Regions from separate parts of the Dromaius novaehollandiae genome. Here region 2 is linked to region 1. The links are chromatin contacts, called in public Hi-C maps. All regions are on one chromosome and are shown on one strand. Each heading gives the region's core, a stretch centred on a gene start, on an enhancer-like site or on the middle of the called end of the contact. The rest is flanking DNA. Distances are from core to core; before and after follow the strand shown. Region 1 holds the start of RIF1 (replication timing regulatory factor 1). Region 2 holds the start of MMADHC (metabolism of cobalamin associated D).

Region 1 (6,627 bases), core at 2,184-4,683:
TCACTTTTCTTAATTTAAAAAAGTAAATAAGTTTTGAGAGAGTTTTTTTTCTATACTGAAAATTTTCCTCACCCCAAACCAGCTGAAATCTAGTGCCCATTGAGCATCTTCCTGTGAATTTTTTGGTCTGGCACTTTGTGAATTCCCCAGAAAGAGTTTTGTACAATAGGAGGAGAATCTTAAGCTAATCAGTCCTGTCTTTGCTTTACAACATTTTCATTCTCAGTACTTTAAATTGTTTTCAGCTTTGAGCTTTTATTGTTTTAATTTCACTTGGAATATGATTTTGTTTTCTAGTTTAAACAACAGTGTAGATAGCAGATGGCTGGATCAACACACACACAATTTCACTTGCGTAGGTAATGGTGACAGGGCTGGCACATCTCTCTCTTAGCTGCTGAGTAAATAGTGTAGCAGTAAGTCATGACACCATACCACTGGGGAGAAGAGAGGTTTCATTCTTTTAATAAGACACCATATTCTGTTGTAAACATACTACAGTTTTTTTTTCTGGTTTAGTTTGATATTCTGCCAATGAGCTCATGGCGTTTAATATCTTCTGCTTTGACTAGTCCCTCACATGATACTTATCTCTGAAGATAGGTATCTGAAGATACCTGCTCACATTGCAGTCTTGTTTCTATACTCTTGATACTTGCCTAGAAATACTGTATCTGACATCTCTTCAAAATTTTTACTCATGTATGGGGAGAATGACCACTCTTTGTCCAGGCCTTCCCCACCTCCGTTAGTTTCCTTGTTAGTTCAAGGAAATGTATTTTATTTTCTGCTTTTGCAGTAGCCAGCTTTGTGCTTCTCTATGAGAGCAGACCTGAAGCTCAAGCTGCAAGGGTTCAAGACCAGCTTTTGCTGGGTAACCTGACTCCCCTGGTACTCGCAGGAGAACATCTTAGCTATTGCTGAGTTTTAGACCGTGATTGAGGCCATACTTACCTGCTATGTATCTGGCTTTGATCTTCCATCTCTGTAGGAAAATCAACTGATTAAGGTTGAATCTTGCCTATAAGGCAGCCTGCCAGTGGGATATTCAGGCAGGCAGGCAGGTCTCAGACAAGGTTTGCCTGCTCAAAGGCAAATATGGGTATAAGCACTGGGTTTCAGGAATACTTTGCTTTCATGCTGTTCCCAGGACTAGCTGACCCAGGCGGGAATATGAACATGATTACATTGTTGCCAGTAAGTGTCACTGTATTTTTTACAAACAAATAAATAATATGTATTTTTAAATACAGGAAATATTTCTTCTGGGGAAATTCAGATCTTTGGTGTACATGAAAAGTGACAGTGTTTTATACACTCCACTCTGGTTATCTACACTTACCCTTGACTATACTGACATTCCTGTATCGTTCTTTTATCCTTCTCAAATACACTCCAAAATACAATTTCAAATTGCATAACAATGGAAAAGGATGAATTAAGGATCCTGCTAGCAGAAGTTATTGACATTTTTCACATTTTTGAGACATATAAGGAGCAGTGGTAATGACAGGAAAATGGAGAATCAGAAAATCTGACATCTGGAATCTCCTTAAAGTGGGCAGAATACTATAGGTAAAATGCTAAATATCTTAAAAGATTCCCAGTTTTACTGGAAAACAGTATCACAGCTAGAACTGCAGCTACTCTCTCTTTCATTTCAAATACTCTATTCATGCTTCATCCTAATGGGAGGAAACAAAGTTCATATCACTATGTTTAAGGGAATCAAGCTGCACCTAAGATCAACTGGTATTTTTTAATCCTGCCACCTGGTGGACTGAAAAAAAGCTATTCACATGTTCCTGTGAATGTTTCTCTCTAAAATCAGCAGAAGTATTTAGCAACAAGAAGCAAAAAGTCTGGAGAGGACTGTTAGTGTTTTATTTATGGCCTGGGGTTCTTTTGGACTGAGAAGCAACAGGTCTTAAATTGTAACGGAGCAGAAGCAAAACCTGTACAGGAAACATCTACATGTCTAGAAAACCCTCCTGGGACAGTCAGTGGAGTAACATCATTTTAAGAGTTACTTTACAGAACAGACTCCAGATAAGTGTGTCAGAAACCACTACAAAGCCCTGCAGGTGATGAAGAAGGACGACTGAGCAGTTGGTGTAACTGTTAAGGCCTATTTTTATCCCTGAGAAACAAGGTTCCTCTGCACATCCAATTTACTGCCACAGAACTTGAGTTATTTCGTATTACATCCACAAACGCTCTTGATATAAATTATTTCACACACTCGTCGATAACTCTTGTCGCTTTTCTGTGAATTTACCATGATACGGAATGAATCGTCCCTAATAGGTGCTAATGTCTCCTCACCCTGAATCAACTGTTGTGCATCTGCAGAGTCCTACCCTGGGGTGCAAATTTCCTGTTTGTCTGCGTGCCCCCTGCCCTTCCCCGCCACCCAGCACCGGCTCCCTGCTAGCACCGCTTTTAACGCTGCCCTTGCTCAAGTTGACACAGGGAGCCCGATGCTAAAATCCAGGATTTTTGAGCCCAGTGTGCCATAGGAGAGACAGTCTCGGAGGCTGATCAAGCACCTGGAGTCTCAGCCACAGGGACCACACTGACCGCAGGTGAAAAACACCAGCTTTCAGTCACTTTCATGCAATGCTTTATCGCGCAGTCCTACAGGGGAGCTTAAAAACTCAGTGGAAACGTGCCAGGGCACTTTTTGTTAAACTAGCTCTTTTCTGCTTTCTAGAATCCCAGTCCCTCCTGCAGCTGCGGGGGGAGCTCGGCCTCTCCACGGCTGTCCCAGAGACAACCAGAAGCGGCTGTGCTGCTACCCCGTGATCCCGCTTCACAGTCCTCATCCGCCTAGCTAGGTCTCAAGGAACTTTAGGTTTCCGTGGCGCGGAAGCACAAGCCTAACACCCAAGCAGCTCTGGAAAAACCAAGAGATCACTTCTCAGTTACAAACATATATGATTTGCAGATCGAATGCGCCTCTGTGAATGACGCGAGGGCTGAATGCCCGCTCTGAGAGGTGACAGGAGCGGCAGCCAGTCACACACCAGGCCACTCGCTTTAAAAATGGTAATAATAAAAGCGCAGAGTCAGACAAGGCTCGGACTGTGTTTGAGCACCTCGAGCCGAGAGGGCCCGGCAGGCGGTCACTAGAGGAGGACCGCAGAGCGGAGCTGAGGTAAGAGCAGCAGCGCGCCCCGCGCGGCCGCCGACCGTTGGGGCTGGGCAGGCGCCCCTCCCCCTCCCCCTGCCCCGCCTCCCGGGGCGGCCGCGACCAATCGGCGGCGGAGGAGGGGCCCGGCGTGGGGCGGGGCCCGAAAGGCGCGGGAAGCGATCCATCGCTCCGCGCTCCGCGGCGCGCGGGCAGAGACACGTGGTGCGGTGGGCGGGCGGGCGCCGCTCGATGTCCTCCCGGCTCGGCCGCCGGCCCTGCCTCCTCGCGCCCCCATTGGCTCCGGCGAGCGCAGCCCGGATCCGCGCGGCCGCGTCCCGCGCGCCGCCATCTTAGCCCGGGAGACGGCGCGGGGCGTGCGGCGGCTGCGGCACGGGGCTTCCCCCCCCTTCCCGCCCCCCCCCGCCGCCGCCGCCATGAGCGCGCCCGCCGCCGGCTCCAGCCTGCTGCCCCTACTGGAGACCCTGGAGGACCCGGCCGCGCCGCCGGGGGACCTCACCGACGCGCACCTCACCGTCGCCAAGTGAGCGCGGCCGCGGGGGGGAGGGAAGGGGGGCGGCGGCGCCAGCCGGGCCTCGGCCCCCTCCTGCGCCGAGGGGCCCGGCCGGGCCTGGCGCGGCCTCCTGCGCCGGCGGAGGGGAGCGGAGCGGCGGCTGGAGCTGGCGGGGCAGCGCGGAGCCCTGGGGGCCCTTCCCTGCCGCCCATGGGGGTGGGCGAGCGCGGGGGGCGAAGCAGAAACTTCCTCCAGGCGGAAGGAGAAAAACCAACTTACTTTATAGTGTTCTGGTTAGAACTGCTAGAATTGTTTTTTTCTCCCAGTTTTGGAGTGACCGTGTGTCCTCTCAGTTACTTTTTTTTCCCCTAAAGGTACCTGTTAACCCCCAGGTCCCACTTTTATCAGGGTCCTTCACATCTGTTAGCGTGTGCAAGGGCATTATTATCGCTTGCCACGAGCATCTGCCTTGAGTCCCTGTCTTCCTCCTTTCTAGTAGCTTCTTAAGCCATAAGTGCTCAGGTATCAGTGATTCTGCTCACTGTATAACAGTTTGCAGGTTTCTAGTAAAACTGGCCAGAACTAATGCCCCAACTTGGGGATCATACCAGAACAGCAGGAAACTTCTCAGGTTGTCTCTTGGTGATTACAGTGTTAAGCCTGTTTCTTGCAATGTGAAACTGGTTATTAACACTTTATCGGGAAACACAAGCTCTCCTATATAGATGTTCTTCAGACATGTGGGGAGTTTCCACTGTTAGCTGGGAAAGCAGAATCCTTCTACTGTCAGGGACCTGCATTCTAAAGCTTTTTTTGAGTTATGTGCTTTTAGCTTGTTATATTGCTGTGTAAACTGTATTTAATTTTCAGTAGCCACAGAAAGTTTGCCCATTAACTTGTGATGTTTTTATCAAAGATGAGAAAAGATGAAAACCCTTATGTCTTTTATGTTCCATACACAAAATGGGTCATTAGTCATTTTACTTTCTCTAATATATTAGGATATATGTGCATTAAAAATACTGTTTAACTTTTATGGCAGACTAATTATGTGGTGATTAGTGGCTTTGTCCTTTTCCTTTTTAAGGGAAAAAACTGTTCTATAACCACTATTTTTAGACCAGTTAATGGATTGTGTATAAAAGGAAACGTATGTTGATACCACATTTAACTTTTGTGAATATTGCTTATTTTCCTCTCTGCTCCTTGAAGTCGCTTGACTGGTGAGGATGGCAAAGAATTCACTGCAGAAGTCAGAAGACACTTTTCCCGACTTTGCAAGGTGTTGAAGGTATGTCTTTTCCATTAAATTTTCTGCAGTTTATTTTAATGAACAAACCAAAGGTGTGTTTAAGTGGTCATGATACCTGGCCAGTCTAAGACTTGAATTTGAATTCGTGTAATGCTAATTTGAACTAGTGACATGGTAGTAACGCTTTGTTGGTAAATTGTTTCCTTTGTGTTATAGAAATTAGTATAGAGAAATAAATTTGAGAGTCTTGGATGAGTTCATGCTGTGTTGTGCAGTCAAATTTAATTTTCCAGAAAAGGCACAGTGTGTTCTGCCTGTCCTTAGAAACACTTCGGAGAATTGGAATATGAAGTAAATCTCAAGGGATTTGGAATGTAAAGGCTGTTGTTCTAGCCACTTTTTTTTTAAAAAAAAAGTCCTGTTGTAGATATTTAATAACAATTGGAGAGTTAGGTAGTAGTACATGCACAGAAAAGTAGTAAAGGATTTCTGATGTTTAGCACATACTTAAGTAAAGATGTCTAAATTACAGAGAGTAAAAATGTCTTGAGAACCCCAAATTCTTTCAGTAATTTGGGTTGTATAAATAGGGATGGCTTTATTATACCAGTGTATCTTCCATCAAGCATTCCGTTTTGACAGCTCTCTTCATTAAGCAGAAGTGTTGGAATTAAGACAGTTAAAACCTTATAGCCACTTCTGTGACTTGAGACTTTAATAATTTATTTTTTCAGGCACACATTTCTAGTCAAAACTCGGAGCTAAGTAATGCAGCATTACAGGCCTTAGGATTTTGTGTTTTTAATTCGAAGATTACATCTGAGTTATCTGGTAAGCAAACTAAAACTTTCACATGTTTGGTGGTTAAAAAAATATAGCAGAGCTCTTTCTGTATTTCTTTGTTACCATATACTTTAGTTTTGATTAAGTTTACAGTTCCCAAGTGGTCCAGTAGTTTTGTTTTATCTCTAGCATTAAGCAATGTGAGCTTATTTCACTAATTTCATTTTGTGCAATAAATTGTAATATGTTTCCATGCTGCTACACTAATACTATTGTACTAATTTCCAATTTCAGTAAACACTTTGGTAGCATTTAGGTCCTGTAATTTGTTTTTGTGGAATTAGTAATGAAAAAAGATGCCAAAATGGAAAAAGAATGGACACTTTTTGTTTGTGGAATGCAGGGAGCTGTAGTATTGTGTTTGAGTGGTTTTTTTTTTTACCCCTTACTTGGTGGTTCTACCTTGTCACATTGGCACGGTCTCTTAAATGTGCTGGTAAAGTCTTTCAAATTAAACTAATTTAAAGTAATCCAAAACTTCATGGCCTAAATTGCTAGAAAGCGCTAAACCCTTTTAACAACAAGTTTTGCTGCTGAGAACTTGAGGGTATGCATCAAAGGTTTTTTTTGTTTGTTTGTTTGGTTTTTTAAGATTTTTTGTTAATGGAGGAGAGCTAATGTCTAAGTTGGCTGATCTTCAGAAGGTGCCTGTTCCATGTTCCATTGGTCAGGCATATCCATTTGCAGTAAAAGCCATTCTGTCGGATGGCCTGCGATCTTTGTGTGCACACCCTTAGCTTTAGTGGGTGGTAGATATGCAGGTTGTGCAGTAGTGAAAGGTGGTTAAGCTAAGATTGCCTTTCATGGGCACACAAAGACAAGCAGTGTAATTCAGCTGTTGCTGGTACCTTGATGGTGACTCAGCCTACAGTGGCTGTCAAGAAGAAG
Region 2 (6,627 bases), core at 2,055-4,554, 280 kb before region 1:
ACCTCTGGTCCTGAGGGCCAAATGGACCCATTACTTCATCTGGCCATACAGTTCTTGGACCTGTAAAAGTCAAGGCCTTACATTAGTCAGACAGACAGAAAAAGTCTCTCCCCACTCAAATACAGATATTTGTTTTTTATATGATTGTGATTAAAATAACCACAACATATAAGTAAAATTAAGGGTCCTGCCATAAAAAGCACACTTCAGAACCCTCAAATTTATATGGGATGCAAAGTTCTGACAGCACATGAACGCAAAGAAAATGAATTTGCTTTTTCTTACATAAATCAGGAGGTGTAGCAGCAACATGAGGCTCATCTGAGCCAGAGGAACCTGCTGTAGAAAAAGCCTTGGGATTTACAACTCTTTTGACTAAGCAATAAAACCCTGGTAGGAAGGTGACCAATCTTGCTCTATTACAGAGCACCTGAGAAGGAAAAAAAACAAAAGCAAGTATTACATACTGCTAGCAAAAATACTAGTTTAAGTACAGCTTCGTAGAATACAGGATAAAACCTCACTCTGTAATTAAAATTGCCATTTATTTATCATCAGTTGTGTTTTTTTTAAGCCAGATTTAAAGTTTTATATATACACATATATTTAGTGTAAAAAAAAAAAAAAAACCCCCAAGGAAGAGCCTCAGAAACACACATTGAAAGGCTCCTCACTTGAGAAAGAAAGCAGAAAAGTTTAAATAGCATCACTGAAATACCAAAGTCTAAACTAAGTCATCGATGCGGAAAAATATTGCACCCAGTATTATTTCCATGACTGTCATAATTCAATAAATCCATGAAGTTAATTATTAAAAAAAACACCTAGAAATAGTATTAGGTCAGTATACACCAATATGCAAGATCTCTAACCTGAGGACTAACACAAATTTGGGTCAATACTCCCACTTCTCAGAATCACAAGTTAAAAAAAACACTACAGACACATCTTGTAGCTTTCATCTAGAAGCAAACATACATGTATACACACATACTTCTTTGCCAGCAAAGTAAACATACCAACAGCTCTGAACTACAGAAGGGATATACATATCAAAACAGGTGGGTATGGCAATTTCAGCTGCTCTATTTTGCACTTGAAATACTATAAATATTTATCATGCGCAAAACTTAATAAGTTAGTGCAAGCAGTGTTATTTAGATTTGCAAACTTGATACATTTACATATTTATAAATGAATATTGCTGCAAACAAATCAGTACCATGGGCAAACTGCCAACAAGCTACAGAACCTTTATGAATTCTACAGTCCTGAAATACATGAGAAAATCTGCTTCATGCCACAGAATTGTGCTGTCAACATAAGTTTCAACTGCTAAGGATCATTCTTGCAGAAGCTGATTCAGCCATTCAGTAAATAGAAAATAATGCAATGCTATCTTCCTGAGCATGCAAATGGTCTCAACAATAATGCTCCAAAGGGCTAGTAGGTTCTCATCATGAAGATTAATTCTGAAGCCCAGTGATGATACCTTAAACAGTAATATAATTATTACTGATTTTTTTTTGCAAAAAATACTCAGTTGATATGATTAAACTGAAAGCCCAATCTATTTTTTGTACTTCACAAATAGGTTGGCAACTTCTATGATGCAGCTACATACACAAAACAGACAAAAATAACCTATCATACACTCAAAATATAGAATTAAAATGTAATTAAAAAAATGAAAGGCTACCGAAAGCTAGCCCAGAACTTTTAATACCCTTGACTGTAGTGTTGCAAAATCATGCACTGCTGCAAAATATAAATCCCACCTGCCATAACACGTGTGCTTTTGCAAGCCTTCGTTTCCCAGGGGAGAAGAAAAAAATCCTTTGAGAAACTAACACAAAGGGTTTTTCTTAAATATCATACTCTTGATTCTATACAAGTTTATGCATATGTTTGCCATTAGATAGGTAAGAAAAAAGGTTACTTAAAAAAGTGAGAAGATAGTACTATTCAAATGCTTAAGGGCTCTTTGAAATATCAGGACCCAGGCCAGTAAGCATCGGCTACTTACATACCATCTGTGCACCAACACACAACATCTAATAAGTTACACTAACTTCATAAAGACTCAAATACATATCCACACATTTGATTTACTGACTTGTACCAAGGATTTAACAGTTGAGGCTTTAAGCTGCCTAGTCACAAAACGACACTAGGTTTAGAAGGCTCTTGAAAGAGTAAACACAATCTGTTGATTCCATTTTAATGTTTTTTTTCCTGCTACATAAAAGCTCTACTGAAACAAAATTTAATGTAGTCATTATACACACGAGATAAAACAGATGTAAACTGAGTTATAGCTGACATATGTAAATACAAAATAAATAAATGATTTTTATACTCAGGGTCACTTAACACACAAATGTTAAAAGTTAATTATAGATCTTAACCATGTTCATGTTGGAAAGCTCAGCTTTCCAAATATTTACATACCTAACATTACACAAGCGGGAAAATACCACTGAAAACAACCAATTATTCATATCTATGTGGCTAGACTAAATCAATAAACCATGTTTTAATCTTCAGTTTGGGTTACCGTGGGTCGATTATATGGTGGTGAACTTTAACATTTCATCTTAACTTAGGATATTAAAAAAATTAGATCCTATTTAACCCGTAACTGGATTACCTACATTATATCCACAGAATTTGCCTTCTAGAATTTAAACGGAAGAAGGAAGATGATCCTCTCCCAGACGGCTTACTTGTTGCTAGTAGTGGTTTTGGTATGACGGAGATTTTCACGAGCCGTTCCCCCATAAACGCTAAGACTTAGAAGCTGCCCAACAGGAAAGAGGAGGAACACCGAGCACCGCCCTCCTCCAGCAGCGCTGTTTCGCCTTCCCGCGGAGACGCGGCGCGGGGGCGGTTTTACAGCCACCCCGGCTCCGCCGGCCGCCGCGGCGCCGACCCCCGGGACGCGGGCATCGCCGTTACTCACGGTGGCCATGGCAGGCGGCGGGCTCCCTCTCGCTTACGCACCCGGCTCCCCCTGGAAGAGAAGCGAGCGCACCGCTGAGGCACCGCCGCCCTCCCGCCCCCGTTTCCACGACGACAGCCTCACAAGGCACCGCGGCGATGCCCGCCCGGCCGCCGCCGAAGCTGGCAGCACGGGGAGCGGAGGGGGAGATGTGGCGGAGAGCCGGGAACGGGAGGTGGCCACAGCCTGTCCCGAGGGAGAGCCCAGCCCGGCGCGGCACTGCCCCTACCTGTCTCCGCTCTTCCTGCAAAATGGCGCCGGGAGCCGTCCCGCCCCGCGTCCGTGAGGGGGGCGTCCCGCCCGCTCCCAGACCTAAGAAGTCAATCCACTAACACCTCGATTAGCAGGGCCGGGCAGCAGGCAGAGACAATCCATCGCCGCCAACCGGCGATTGATTGCTTGGGGCTGAGAGCGAGGGCGGGGGAGAGCCTCCGCTGCGGGGCGGGGGCCCGCCGGGCGCGAGCCTGCCGGCGCTGCGCGAGGGGGCGGGGCGGCGGCGGGGGCCCGCGACCGTTAAAGCCGTTGGAAGGCGGCGCGCGCGGGAGCGGCGCCTCAGAGCGGGTGGGGCGCTTGCAGCGGGAAGCGCTGCGCTGCCAGTAATGTGCTTGTCACCTCGGAGACCATTAAGATAATTTGGTAGTAATGACTTGGTAATAATATTTGTATAGCTGAGCTAGATAGCGTCCTTTTGTGTCAGTAGTGAGGAACGGTTACTGCTCTTAGGCTCTTTGTCTGGTGTTGAACTTCTCGTGTGCCCCAAAATGTTTGAAACTCAGTCCCTCAAACTTTTTAGGGAAGGTATATTTTCTAGTTAGTTGCCTGGTTTTGTAGTATTTAAAATAAAGCTGAGTTTTGAGTCAAAGTTATATTCTCTTTTCAAGTTTGTTAGTTGTTATTCTAATTGTGACTCTCCCAAATCTTAATAAATTCCATTTCAGTTGTATGTGTATTCTCCAAGCCCCATCTGCATTGTTTTACTAGTTTAAGTCAGTAAATACAAGTAGCTTTATCTGTTACTGTGAGAGTTTAGTTTTTCTGAACTGGTTCCCTGGAAATCTCTCGTTTCCCAGCTCACATCTGAGGGTAAGCAGGCCTTCCGTGTCAGATGGGGACTCCCGCAGCGCGGCCTGTGTGCCCAAATGTACTTGCTCCAAGTAAGGAGGCTTCCCTCTTTAATATGGTAAGTCTTTCTTTTTTGTAATTGTTATGCAGACAGGCATAATAAACTACCTCAGTGCAATTCCTGTTTTTGTATTTAAAGGACACTTATGTTTCAGTCAGAGCTTATTTTCTTGGTAGAGCTAAGGGTGCTCATCACTGCAACATATGAAGATTGTTGTTGGAGTTGCTTGGGATTTGGGTACAAAAGTATTAGCTTACATTTACCCGTGTTTATTATTGAGCGGTGCAGTACTCTTTAGAAGCACCAGATGTCAGTAACTTAACATGAAATGTGTGTTTGTGTGTGTGTACATATACACACACATACATAAACTAAAACCCTTAGTTACCACATTTCTAGGATTCAGAAATAGACCAAAGCAGAAAATGAATAAAAGTAGGCATTATTATTGAAGAGAATAAAGGAGGAGACTTTCAGAGACTGAGAAGGCCACTGGATGTGGAGCTTTCCTTAGAAGTTAATGAGAACTAGGAGCATAAATGCTATTTCTGCTAATGGAAATAGTCTTCAAAGTATGGTATGTAATTTCTTCAAATAACTGCTTTACAGAATAGAACATAACCCTTCTTCTTTGGACTAAAGGCTTTCTTCTTTCCCTTTGTTTGGTAATCCACTTTTCCTCCCTGGTTCTGCTTATTGGGGTCTGGAGTGGGCTTGGCTTGGGAAGCAAACTTTTAAAATCAGCTTTTCCATTCTGAGCTAGATTTGCGCTAAGGTAATTCCATGGGCTGTGTTTGTAAAGTTTTGTTAATTTATTTACTTGCTGTTACATAAAATCAATTAACTGCAGAAGTTATTAATGCAAATATGTATGTACACGTTGAACACATTTGTCTCTGTGTTCTGACTGACGGGCCTGGCACTACAAGTCCACTGGAAGTCCTGCTACAGGAGGAGTCGCTCTCCGGTGCCCCATGGCAAAGAGAAGGAATGATAGCTTTAATCCCTGGTACTCACAGTCTGTGGTTGAAGGTGCTCTGAGCTGTGTTTATGGGTGGGTCCTTTTTGCCCCAAGAAAAAGGGAGCTACAATGATAGCTTGTGGTTACTATTGGCTATATATATTCTACTGATCTCCCATCTACAGAATATATATCAAGTATGTATTTTATGTCAGTCAGGCTCAATTAGAATACAGATTCCAATGTCCCATCTGTGTGCGCTTCTTTCAAAGAATTCTACTGCTTTTCCTTTAATATTTCTGAAATCTTTCATATCTTCACAGTTGCATAATCTCTGTTCAGGTTTTCATCCTTTTTTTTAATCTGCCACCTGCAATATGGTGCATTTGTCCTCTCTGGTCTGAAGCGTATTTCTAATAAGAATCTTTTTAGCTCCTTCTTTTTCATCTTTGTGCTTACTTTTTCTACATCCCATTCAAACACTTCACCTTCTCTGTCGTGCCATATGTACCAGCTCCATGACTTCTCATGTGCTACATCTTTCCAGTTTTTCTAATAAAACTATTAAATTTCTAATTCTGAGAGCTTCTTTTGGCCTGTCCTGATTCTGAAATACCTTCCACAGGCACTGTACTGAACAACCTCCTTGTTTTTGTCTTCAAGTTTTCTCCTTTTTGTTTGCCTAGCATAGGTAAACCTTCTCATAATCTATCATTCAGCTTGTTTTACAATACCAATCTATTTGGCAGCAATGGAAAGGTGAAGGGAGAAATCTTTGTAGGTGGCTAAAGACTTCGTATTTTGTTTTCGGATAGCTTTTTCTGCCTTTTCTCAATACTGTGATTTAATTTAGATTATGAGGTCTTTGAGGCAAAAACCTTCCTACTTGTATATGTGAAAAGTGCTGTGCATACTAATGCAACTGTCTAAACACTGAATTAAAAATGCCAAAGGAGAGGTGCTCCAAACTAAATCTTCTTTAAAGCTAATCTAAAGAGCTGTATTGATGTTTCCTTCTGTGGTAGAGGGATTAAGATACTTCTTTCTCATTATTTTTTGCTATTTCTTTGCTGCCTGTTCAGAGCAGTTGATGCTGGTTAAGGAAAGGCAACTTTAATCTCATGCCTTCAAAATAAAATATTGGTTGTTCAGATTCCTCAGTGAATGTGCATGTAGCCTTCAGTTTACTTCAGTTATAAAACATATTTCTGGATGATTTTTTTTTCTTTGCTGCTGGGTTGTTAGCATAAACCAACTCTAAAGGTTTAAATTTGTAATTCAATAGCTAAGAATGAGAACATGAAATTGTTCAGTTTTGTTGTTCATAGCAATAATATTCAGTCCCACAGTGTTCCTATTGAATTTAATAGAATGTCTGATTTATTTTATTAGGTGCAAGAGAAAATTCTTATATTTAATTCTAAACAATAACATATAGTAGATATTTATAATGTTGGTATTTTCATTTTCAGATTTTTTTAATTAGACCATTTGCTCACTATCACATGTTACTTTTAACTACTGTATTAATTCCATGTTAGT

Evidence for each region. Hi-C and Micro-C count contacts between places; a contact is called where the count stands out from the background.
Region 2: a contact with region 1 is called in a Hi-C map of liver, with 5 times the contacts expected there. The contact joins the promoter of MMADHC here to the promoter of RIF1 in region 1. A contact is called at or near these places in 3 of 4 Hi-C or Micro-C datasets (brain, liver and ovary).

What each region holds. Positions count from the first base shown.
Region 1 is chr7:2,758,095-2,764,721 of bDroNov1.hap1, reverse strand. RIF1 (replication timing regulatory factor 1) reads left to right here and starts at 3,433. Exons shown (of 34, transcript XM_064514548.1): 1 at 3,433-3,674; 2 at 4,857-4,935; 3 at 5,631-5,727. The coding sequence starts at 3,568.
Region 2 is chr7:3,035,864-3,042,490 of bDroNov1.hap1, reverse strand. It overlaps MMADHC (metabolism of cobalamin associated D), which reads right to left and starts at 3,304. Exons shown (of 8, transcript XM_026097598.2): 1 at 3,231-3,304; 2 at 2,963-3,013; 3 at 286-430; 4 at 1-60. The coding sequence starts at 2,971. It overlaps LOC112981731 (a long non-coding RNA gene), which reads left to right and starts at 3,412. Exons shown (of 5, transcript XR_010389886.1): 1 at 3,412-3,637; 2 at 4,072-4,181.